Regions from separate parts of the Mus musculus genome. Here region 2 is linked to region 1. The links are chromatin contacts, called in public Hi-C maps. All regions are on one chromosome and are shown on one strand. Each heading gives the region's core, a stretch centred on a gene start, on an enhancer-like site or on the middle of the called end of the contact. The rest is flanking DNA. Distances are from core to core; before and after follow the strand shown. Region 1 overlaps Oxr1 (oxidation resistance 1). Region 2 overlaps Oxr1 (oxidation resistance 1).

Region 1 (5,171 bases), core at 1,763-4,262:
ACAAATAATATCTATTTTTATCTCCCCTCTTTTGCAGTTTTAGTACTATGTTAAATTTCTGTTTGCTACTGAAGTTAACTTGGCATAGCATATTTTAAATATTAAGATAAAATGGCTGAGGATTTTTTGAATTGCATAATGTTCTCCTAAGTTTATTGAAGATCCTTAAAGCCTCAGTTAACATTTTGCATCAAATTATTTTTTAATATCAGATTTGAAGTTCTACCCATCTAATAGTTTAGCAATATTTGTAAACACTCCCATTACTTCACAACTAAGACATAATCAATAGTCCGTTTAGAGTCAAAGCAATATGGCAGAATCAGAGAATAATGGCGTAGGACCTACAGTTAGAATTCAGTAACCAAGTCTGTGCATTGTACCCTGGCTTCTAACCCCAGCTCTTGTGTGGCAATAAATGAAATCAGAGAACATCATCTTCACCTATACTGAATGCTCGCTTTGCTTCCACAAAGAGTAAATCTAGGTGAAATTAACTGGAAAAAGGATCCAGAAAGAGTAGATGGTAAAAGACTATAATGTATGTAACTGAGACTTTGACATGAATTTTGAAGGTATTATGCTGCGCATTGTGGCATGGATTGGTAATCTCAGATAACATGAATATTGAAGCAGTAGGATCAAAAATTCAAGATCTTATTCCCAACACAACGTAAGTGAGCATGATGCTCTATACCTGTAATCTGAGTAGCTGGAAGACAGACGCAAGAACATCAGGAGTTTGCTTATAGAAGACTGAGGCCATTCTGTTTTACCTTCAACATCGACTCAAACAAGCAAACAGACAAAAACCCAAAGCTTTTTGCTTTATTCATTAGATATAGTCACACATGGACTAATAAAAATATCTGGAGACCTTAGTTTTCCAGGATGGAATATCTACAAAATAATGACATACTTTATACTTTGAATACTTCCGTCAATCTTCATTAAAAAGAACATTCACTGGAGACATCCAGGGCTGTTTGGAAAATCCTGCCACATTATGTTTTATGTAATATCTGCTGTCTTTCCTCTCTTGGTTGCTGGAGATTCATTTACTTACTGTAATGATCCTAATGAAGGTAGATAGTTAAACTCACAGTATTAAATCATATTACTCTTTCTTTGTTAATGTGCATCCCTGTAAGGATTCAGAGTTAAGCTGCTCTGGTACAGGTGAGTCTAGGGAAGTGGGTGGCTCAGTGTATTTGTTTTCTCTTTCAAAAGATTAAAATGAGTAACTTCAATTTTTAAACATTATTGTGGACAGTTTTTTTTCTTTTTTAATGAAATTTAATCTGAACATGATTAAGAATACAGATTCAATAGTACTTCATTTTGGCTCAAGTGGACATTCTGCATTTAAGATTTGATTTTAAATATAGATCAGTTTATTGATGAATTTTACATAAAGGCTAATCAAGCTTAGTGTGGATTTCTCACTGGCTCTTGACCTAGATGACTTTCTAGCTAGGATGCCATCAGAGCACACAGAGACACGCAGGATGAGGAAGAACGGAACGATCCTCCTGTACACATCAGAGTGCTTGCTGAGAATTCCTATTTTGAGCAGCTCTGGAACTCAGCTGCTATGGCAGGACACCTCCGTTGTACCCTTCTGTAAGGGACCTGCCATTACTCTCTCTCCACTGACCATTTTTCCAACAAACACCTTTTAATAGCTCAAGAGTTTGTGTTGTTGTTAGCTAACCTACTAAAACTGAGAAACTAGGTTTGCATTCATCTATACAAAGTATATCCAAAAACCCTGTCTTTCACTTGTAAATTCGGATACTAGAAAAAAAAAAAACAAAGAAAATGAACTAGTTATATAACTAATCAAATTAGATGAGGAACAATAAGGTTAATATATGCCAAGAGGCCACAGCAGATAAACATGGCTGTATTAATCCACAGTAGTCCCTTTTGCATAATTTATGTATCCTGAGTATCTATACTGCTTATATACCTACAAAGAATTCTGCCCTAAATGTAATGAAATCAATCCTATTAATTGAAAGAAAATACTATAGCCTTTAAAAATTCTAGACCCAGGGCCTTAGAAATGCCAAGGAAGTCCGCTACCACTGAGTTTTATTTCTAGCTTTAAAAACTGTGTTTTGTGATATTTACTGTTATGATTATTTGCTTCAATTTAACTGGTTGGAAGAGTCGTACCATCTCTCTGAGTGGCAGTCTTCCTTGCTGAGATCTCTTTGGCAGCCTCTTGGAGCTTCAGAGAAAGTTTTGAATTTCATTGGGTGGTATCTGCCCCCCTGTTTGTCTTACTGGCAAGACTTCTGGTATCTTTCTTTGTTTCTGAATCAAGCTGATTTTCTTCCCTCCTCCTCTTCCTTACCACACTCTTTTATTCAATATATACATATATATATATATATATATATATATATATATATATATATATATATATATACACACACACACACATACACATATATATTTCTGTTTCTAAGTGGTTGGAAAGTGAGGACAATTTTTTAAATATAGTTTTCATCACTGGAGCCAAGTCAAATAGCAAATCTCTCTGTAGCTGTCATTTAACAATTGAGGAAGCCTCCCTCATTTATCAATTGAGGGAGGAAGGATTCAAGTTACTCCTTCTTTTGAATGAGTATATTTATCTTACTGCCTAAGTAGGTGGAGTTCATATTTCTAGGAGCTTCTATGTTCCCAAGGTCACTCACAGTCGCATGTGCGACCCACAGTCTTTATCATAACCCAGGGGTTTTGTAATGATTCTTTATCCAATTTATTAAGCTGACTTGGCTGCATCATACCATTTTCTGGAAACCAATTGCTTTGCAGTCTCTTCTTTCCTTGAGATTTTTTTCAGCAGAAGTAATTTAGGGTTGGTGTCGGTCCAGAAGCCTTCTGTGGAGTGATGGTGTTGAAATGGAGCCAGTGATGTGGCAATGGAATGGTGCCCAGAGAAAAAGATGGCAAGACATCGACCTCCCTCCTCAAGGGGCCAGAAGGGCAAGCTGTACAGAGACTTGCTTTGTCTACGGAAAATCACAGCCCACTAAAGCAGCTCACGTTCCGAATGGTGACTGGCCTATTTTGTGTGCAGAAGGAAAGCAATTTCATGGAAAAGGACAGTCCTTTCAGAGAATTAAAGTTTTTGCCTTGGTTGGGATCAAAGACACCAAGCACATCTTCCCCACCCGAAGGAGAGCAATTAACGCTCGTTCTTTCGAAAAGAGGAAAGTCAAACTCCAACTCCAAGGGAATTTTAAAAAGGCCTTTTTCTGGTGAAATATGACAGTTTGCAGAAAACTTTTCTGCTTCCATTTACCCTTTCAATGAGGAAACTTATCTTCCTGACAAAAATTGTATTAACAGCAGCTATAGCCATCTCCCCTCAGGCCATGTTGTAGAGGAATATTTGAGAGGATATCTCCCTAAAGATAAATGGTTTCCTTGGTAGCCTCCAGCGGAAGGAAGAAAGGCGTTCCTTTATTTGTTACACTGTAGACTTTCTGTGAATAGGCCAGTTAGCCCAAGTGAAAACTCAGCAGAATGGTTTGCTGAGTGATGAAAAGACCTTCAGATTTGCTCCCCACCTCAATTTAAGTTAGCAGCAGGACCATGAGTGAGTGATTATAGTCTCCATCTCTTTCTCCCTCCCTCCCTCCCTCCCTCCCTCCCTCCCTCCCTCCCTCCCTCCCTCCCTCCCTCCCTCTCTCTTTCTACATTAAATACATTTTGAGACGTGACCCTTTTGTGGTCTGGTGGGAATTTGAGGAACTAAATTTGTTGGTTTTCTGGAGTGTGCATCTTCATTTGGACCTTGTGCTTGTGGGTGTTAGAGCTGAAGTAGTGACTATAGCCATTCAATGATGGCAGTTACATTGAATATCACCTGGTGAGGCCTCCTAAGTCCCTGTTTGAGTACACCTGGCCCATGGAGTGGCACTGTTTGGAGGTGTGGTGGCCTTGTTGGAGTAGATGTGCCACTGTGGGCTCAGGCTTTAAAACCCTCATCCTAGCTGCCTGGAAGCCAGCCTTCTCCTAGCTGTGTTAGGGACAAGATGTGGAACTCTTAGCTCTTCCTGCCCCATGTATGCCTTGATGCTGCCACATTCCCACCTTGATGATAATGGACTGAACCTCTAAACCTGTTAACCAGCCCCAATTAAATGTTGTCCTTTATAAAAATTTCCTTGGTCATGGTGTCCGTTCACAGCAGTAAAACACTAAGACAATCCACATTGTGGATGTGCCTAGGTGTGTTCATATCACCCTGTGGAATGTTCTAGACTGATTTTTACTGGACTTCACTATCTTCTTTTCCAAGCTTCACAGATATTTTCTTCTCTCACTTCCTGCTCCTGCCTTGGTATCTCATCATTGATTTTATACATCCCTAAGTAGTTGTTTTTATCCATGTGTTCTGCTTATATCAAAGACAGGATGAGAATAATCTTATAATGGGGGAGGGGTGGGATTATCAGCCCTACGGTTTACTATTTTAGCAGCTGACCTGGGAAACGTCAGTTACCTCACTCTGCCTGTAACAACGCTAATCAAGTGTTAACCTAGAACTCAGAGGACACCGTACATTATAAACTAAGAGTCCCCTCAGTATCCTTCCTCTCTACCAGCAAGTTCTTAAGGATAAGAAAAAACAAAACAAAACACTGTCTTCACAATGATCATTCTTTTTCACTGCTGAAAGTACCTTTCTCCTTTCCTTGATTTTTTTTTTACTTCATGCTTGATGAATTCTTGCATTATTGATTGCTCTCAGCATTTGACAGCTGAAAATATTAGCATGCAAAAGATGTAATAATACAAGTCTATTGAAATTTATGTGGCAACAGCACTTAAAAAAAACCTCTAGTATCCATCTTAACTCTGTAAATTATATGTTTAAAGCAATTGATTGATGTATAGAGTGGGTTTGAAATCACAACTTACAAAGCAGAGCTTCTGGAGCGTTTCATCGGTTGATGCAACAAATGACATTAAGTACTTTTTCTTGGTAGTGTATTAATCTCACAGGTCACGTTTCAACCAAAATAATGTATGCTATAGCTTGACTTGGGGTACACATTTATTTTCCTTCTGCAGTTTACTTTACAAAGCAGACGTTGGTGAAGTGGACCTGAGAATGACAGCACAGGTGGCCTAAGGGGCCCCTGAAG
Region 2 (5,171 bases), core at 869-3,368, 180 kb after region 1:
TGATAAACAGAGCACACTATTTCACTCATTTAATAGATTGCCTTTCCACGACCTGCAGAGTTGATGCTCTAGATATGTATAGTCTGTTTCAAAGCTAAGGCTATGCTTGGAGACTCTTATGAATATCCCAACCTGAAATCCTAAAGCAAAAGAAGTTTATAAGGAAACAAATGAGTAAGTGTCCTAAAATGTTTGTTAGCGGATGGCAACACCCAAGGATGGAGAACACAGAACTTAAGTGCTCCAAGAAATATGAGCAGAACTTCTTAGACATGAAATTATTATAAAGAACTTTAAAAGTTCAGAAAAAGATGTTTTTCTTCCAAATCTATATTTCTGCCAAGGGTTTTTATTTTGAGAAAATTACACATATGCATATATTTGCATAAATACAATCATGGAGTTATTGGTTTTAGGAAATTTCCAGTGTGGTTTATAAGCTTTGTTGTTGATTTTTTTTTTGTTCCTTTTTAAATTCCAATTCTCTTCTGTAAAACCGTCATGGCATTACTGCATATCATTAAAGCCCCCTTAAATATTTCAAATCTGTTATGCAAATAGGTTTTTTTTTTAAAAAAATCTCATTATTTGGCTTAAGGCCAAAGTGATGAAGGAAATATGTCCATATTAACTCTGGGTGACATTTTCTGGCATTTTCTCGGTTTCATGTTGATGAGTTATTCCATTGTTATAGGGTCAAGATTTTAATGATGCCGATGAGATAATATAACAGATATTATATGAACAGCCATGTAGTATTAATTATTAATTATGGTTGGCATGGAGTTGCTTCCTGCCTCAATGGTTGATGTTCCCGAATAAAAAACACAGTCTTTACATTTTAATATACCTTAAGCAGCACAACAGCTGGTTGATTACCTAGGCTCTATGCTGCTAGAATCTTGCTCCTGCCGATAATTTTGAGTTAATACTCACTAGTTTCTATGTTCCATCTTGGTCGCTCTGGACCCCTCTGGGCCATGCTTTCTCGGCTCAGAGCCCAGGGTGCCCACCTTGCTTCTCTACCCCATGGTAGCCGCTGAGTCTCTCCTCTTTCTACAATCTCCCAAAGCATGGTGGATCTCCTTCTTCCTCTCCTCCTGATCCTAAGTCCAGGAAATCCTAAACTCCAGCCTCTGTCTGTCCTCCCCAGCTATTGGCTGCTGCTATCTTTATTTACCGATCAGAATCAACTTGGGTCGGGTTCCCAGAAGCTACTTGTAGTGCGGACCCTCTAGTGCAAACTGGTCTGGGAGACCGCATTAATATTAAACTACAAATAGCCACATACCCAAGAAAAGGAAAGGATTCTGTAGAGATTATATGTTTAAAGCATAATGAACAGCTACTGTCATTTTTAGACCATGGAACTAGCTTTTAATGGCAGTAAGTGACTGCCTCCCGGTGGGTGTTTAATGGTGAGTTGATTCTACCTTGACCATGACTCCCTTAAGAAAGCAAAATGTAACTTTAAGAATTTAAGCAAGAAGAAACTTCAGACAAGTAGTTATATGCCTGCAGAGCTATAAAAGGGCTGGTGATGGAGGGTAGGGAAAACTGATGCTGCTTTTCAAAGACCAGGAAGTGCCAGAATAAGTAGGAGCTCCTGGCAGGGGTTCTAGGCCTCCATGGCACTGATGAGGAAAATTGGTACCGATTTCAGGGAGCCCTGCAAAGGTCTGATCTCTGCGCCCGTTAGGCCTTTATCATTAAAGGAGGAAAGCAGTGGTTTCCCGTGGTCTGCTTTCAAAGGCCTTTCGAGTACCTTTCCATGGTGGAATCTAAAGGCAAGCTTTACTTACAGGAGAATTTAGAAAAAATATGGAGTTGGTGCCTCTAAAACCTCTAGGTCATTTTGTATACATTCAGTGAAGCCTGCACTGTGCCATGCTTGAGAGAGCACGCTGGATAGTTGTATGTGTTATTGTAGATAATCTCATTGGCACTGGCTTAAGCAATGTTGACAGAATTAACATTCTAAATATTTGCACGTTCATTCTTATCCTGCTTCGTAACTGGGGCAAAGAAGAAAATCTTCTTCTGAATGATTCACAGGATGATAGTCTTAACAAAACACGAATCCAAGGAGAAAGAGATCTGCGCAGCACACAAATGGAAAGCAAGTTCCCTAGCAACCGCGCATGCGTGTGCCCAGCCTTCCGCAGTCCTTTGCCTTTATGAGCATTCTGTTAACAAGCATCATCCTGGTAAAGGGGGGAAGCAGGCAAGAATGTTTCAAGATTTTCCATTAGTGTAAGTTTTAGAACATCAAAGAATAACACTAGTTATTCAAATGTTCCTTTAGGTGTATCTGAATTGTTCCTATTGGAATCAATTAAACTTGTGGACCTACTACCAGTGAGAAGTCACTGAGCAAAAGAGACGCTGTTTACCTTAGGATGTCGGATTACATTTGATTGACATACAGCCCTGCAAATGTGTTTTTCTTCATGTCTCTATATAAATATAAAGAAAAGAAGTGTAACTTTAAAATTTACCACAGGAGCAAGTCTGTCTAAGGACTTTTAGTTAACAACCCACTTTGTTTAGTGCACGATATCCAAACTGATATTAATCCAACCATTTCTATATAAAATTATGAATGAAATATTTTCTTTAAAAAATGCAGTAGACCTGTTTTTATTGGACACTTCCATAGAGATAATAATTTCTTTTTAAAATTATTTTATTGAATTTATTTATTTATTTATTTATTTATTTAGTGTGCATGTGTGTGTGTGTGTGTGTGTGTGTGTGTATCTGTACATACATGCATGTGTGCCTTGAAGCATGTGTTGGGGTCAGATGGTGACTTACAGGAGTCAGTTCTTGCCCACCATGCGAGTTTCAGGGACCAAACTCAGGTCATGCTTAGCAGCAAGTGTCTATTCCCACTGAGCAGTTCACTAGCCTGGAAGAGCCTTCCTTCTAAATTTCAATACCATAGCCACATAGCAGTAGCTCTTAACCTGTGGTTTATAACCTCTTTGGGGTTGAACAATTCCTTCACAGGGAGTCACCTAAGAACATCAGGAACCACAGATATTTATATCACAGTTAATAACAGTAGCAAAATTACAGATATGGAACAGCCACAAAAAATAATTTTATGTTTGGGGTTCACCACAACATAAGAAACTATATTAAAGGGCCACAGAATTAGAAAGATTGATGACCAATACCCTATAGCATACTGAATTTGTACTAATCTCTTGATGGACAATTTGACTGCTTCTTCCTTCAGGCTATTTAAAGAATGCTGTTATCAGTATAATACAGTTAAGAAAATAACTGTGTCACCTTTCAGTTTTCTTGGTGATGCCTTAAGGTTTTGAAGAGCCACCATACTTCTCACTGTACCACTGTATAGACTACTGTATATATACATTGTATATACCAGTAGTGATACGCCAGAATTCCAAATTTGCATGCCCTTGCCAACACTTCTTTCTATATGTTCCTGTTTCAGTATTAGGGCTCTTATGTGCATGAAATGGTATGAATCAGATTTTTGTTTTTAAAAATAAAGTATCTTTATTAATTTCTTGAGAATTTTATATATGTATTCACTGTATATGACCTGGAGAAGGTCCTTAGCTATTATAATTGAAATATAAATAAATTATATTTGCTGTAGCTGTAAACAAATATCATAAAAGAAGCAACTTAAGAGAAGAAGGTTTTATTTGGAACTACATTTTTAAAAGGAATAGCCATCATACTGCGGGAGGCATGGTGGCCAGCAGGAGTATGAGCAGCTGATTCCACTGTGTCTGCAGTCAGGAAGAAGACAAGTGACAAGCTAGACTAATAAACTTCCAAAGCCACCATCAGTGAATCAACTTCCCCCACACCGGATCTGGACTTAATTTTTGGAGTTCTCGAAGTAGTTGAGGATCCAGTGGTAACGTAGTCTGTAAGTGTTTGAAAATGTGTCTAAAACCAACAGCAGAAAAAGACTTCCTTGCCTAAACATCCATCATAGAATCCTTGCCCTTCGCTGCAATTGATCACAAAACGAAAATAGTCGCAGCACATCTGTGAATGTCTTAAAGTGGAATGAAGGAGTTACTCTGTTTTCAGGCATGATTGCAACAGCCTAAAACCGCAAAGACATGACCATTTGGAAACAACAGCAACAGAGCAGCAGCACTGTGAATCTAAGACGTGCGAATTAGAACATCTTACACAGGCAAAGCTTCTTGAAGTGAAGGAAATTCTACAACCCCCCCCCATCTTTCCCCCATCATCAAACATATCAAACACTCTTCCCCATTACATTCATCTTTACCTATACAGTAAACTCCCAAATAATCTAGATCCCCCTTTTTGGCCCTGGTGTTCCCCTGTACTGGGGCATATAAAGTTTGCAAGTCCAATGGGCCTCTCTTTGCAATGATGGCCAACTAGGCCATCTTTTGAGTTCTATGTTTTAAAGTCTTTGTAGTTTAACTTCTGCTCCAGACACCAGAGTTCTTCCTTGTAGGTATGTCATCCTTCCTGTTTTTAACATGATCTCATCACTGTTATGAGATGCTGCCTGTTATGATAAAACAGCATAGACCAGTTGTTCCCTTATAAACAGTGATCAAAGTTTCAGAGTCTGAGAAGTCCAAGAAAGATCGAATTGCTGGCTGATTTTTCTCTGGCCACAGTTGGTTTCTGAATTCCTTACCAGCTCTTATCCCCATGTCTTTCCACGTGGAAGAGTGGGAGGTGCTCTGGAAGCCTTTAGGTTGTAAACACTTGTCACTCACAGTCTTCACTCACCCAATTATCCCCAGGGAACCGCACCTTCATATCCTATCTCTCAAGAGATTACAGCACAAGCCCTGACCCTCAGTGGCATCCCTACTCTTTAGGAAAGAGCAAAGTTTGGTGACAGAGCCTATCTACATAACCAATGTAGCATATCAACTACTTGAATTCTGGCCTTGGGCAACTGCAACTTCATCTAAAATTCTGAGGCTAAAGTCAGTTCAGTGTTAATAAAAGATGGGAAAGAAACTTCTAGGTGAGGTTTGTATGAATTTAATGTAGTTATTCTTATAAATGTATTTGATCTAAGATAATATTCTTGTTTTCTAGATAATTAAGGAAATCACTCATAATAAGTGACTCCTTGTACCAGAAAACAGGGAGGATTCATTTATCTCTGTGAGTCTCATGAT

The links. Hi-C and Micro-C count contacts between places; a contact is called where the count stands out from the background.
Region 2: a contact with region 1 is called in a Hi-C map of cerebral cortex, with 1.9 times the contacts expected there. The contact joins two enhancer-like sites. A contact is called at or near these places in 2 of 484 Hi-C or Micro-C datasets (cerebral cortex and nephron progenitors) and 1 of 9 other capture datasets (embryonic stem cells).

The regions. Positions count from the first base shown.
Region 1 is chr15:41,490,804-41,495,974 of GRCm38.p6, forward strand. All of the region lies in intron 1 of Oxr1 (oxidation resistance 1), which reads left to right. Among named protein-coding and RNA genes, the nearest start is that of Oxr1, 46 kb to the left of the region's middle. Within about 2 kb of position 3,013, at least 35 of the 459 cell types and tissues checked have an H3K27ac peak or open chromatin away from gene starts, as enhancers often do. A contact at or near this core is called in cerebral cortex, where this site is marked.
Region 2 is chr15:41,675,618-41,680,788 of GRCm38.p6, forward strand. All of the region lies in intron 3 of Oxr1 (oxidation resistance 1), which reads left to right. Among named protein-coding and RNA genes, the nearest start is that of Abra, 190 kb to the right of the region's middle. Within about 2 kb of position 2,119, at least 16 of the 459 cell types and tissues checked have an H3K27ac peak or open chromatin away from gene starts, as enhancers often do. A contact at or near this core is called in cerebral cortex, where this site is marked.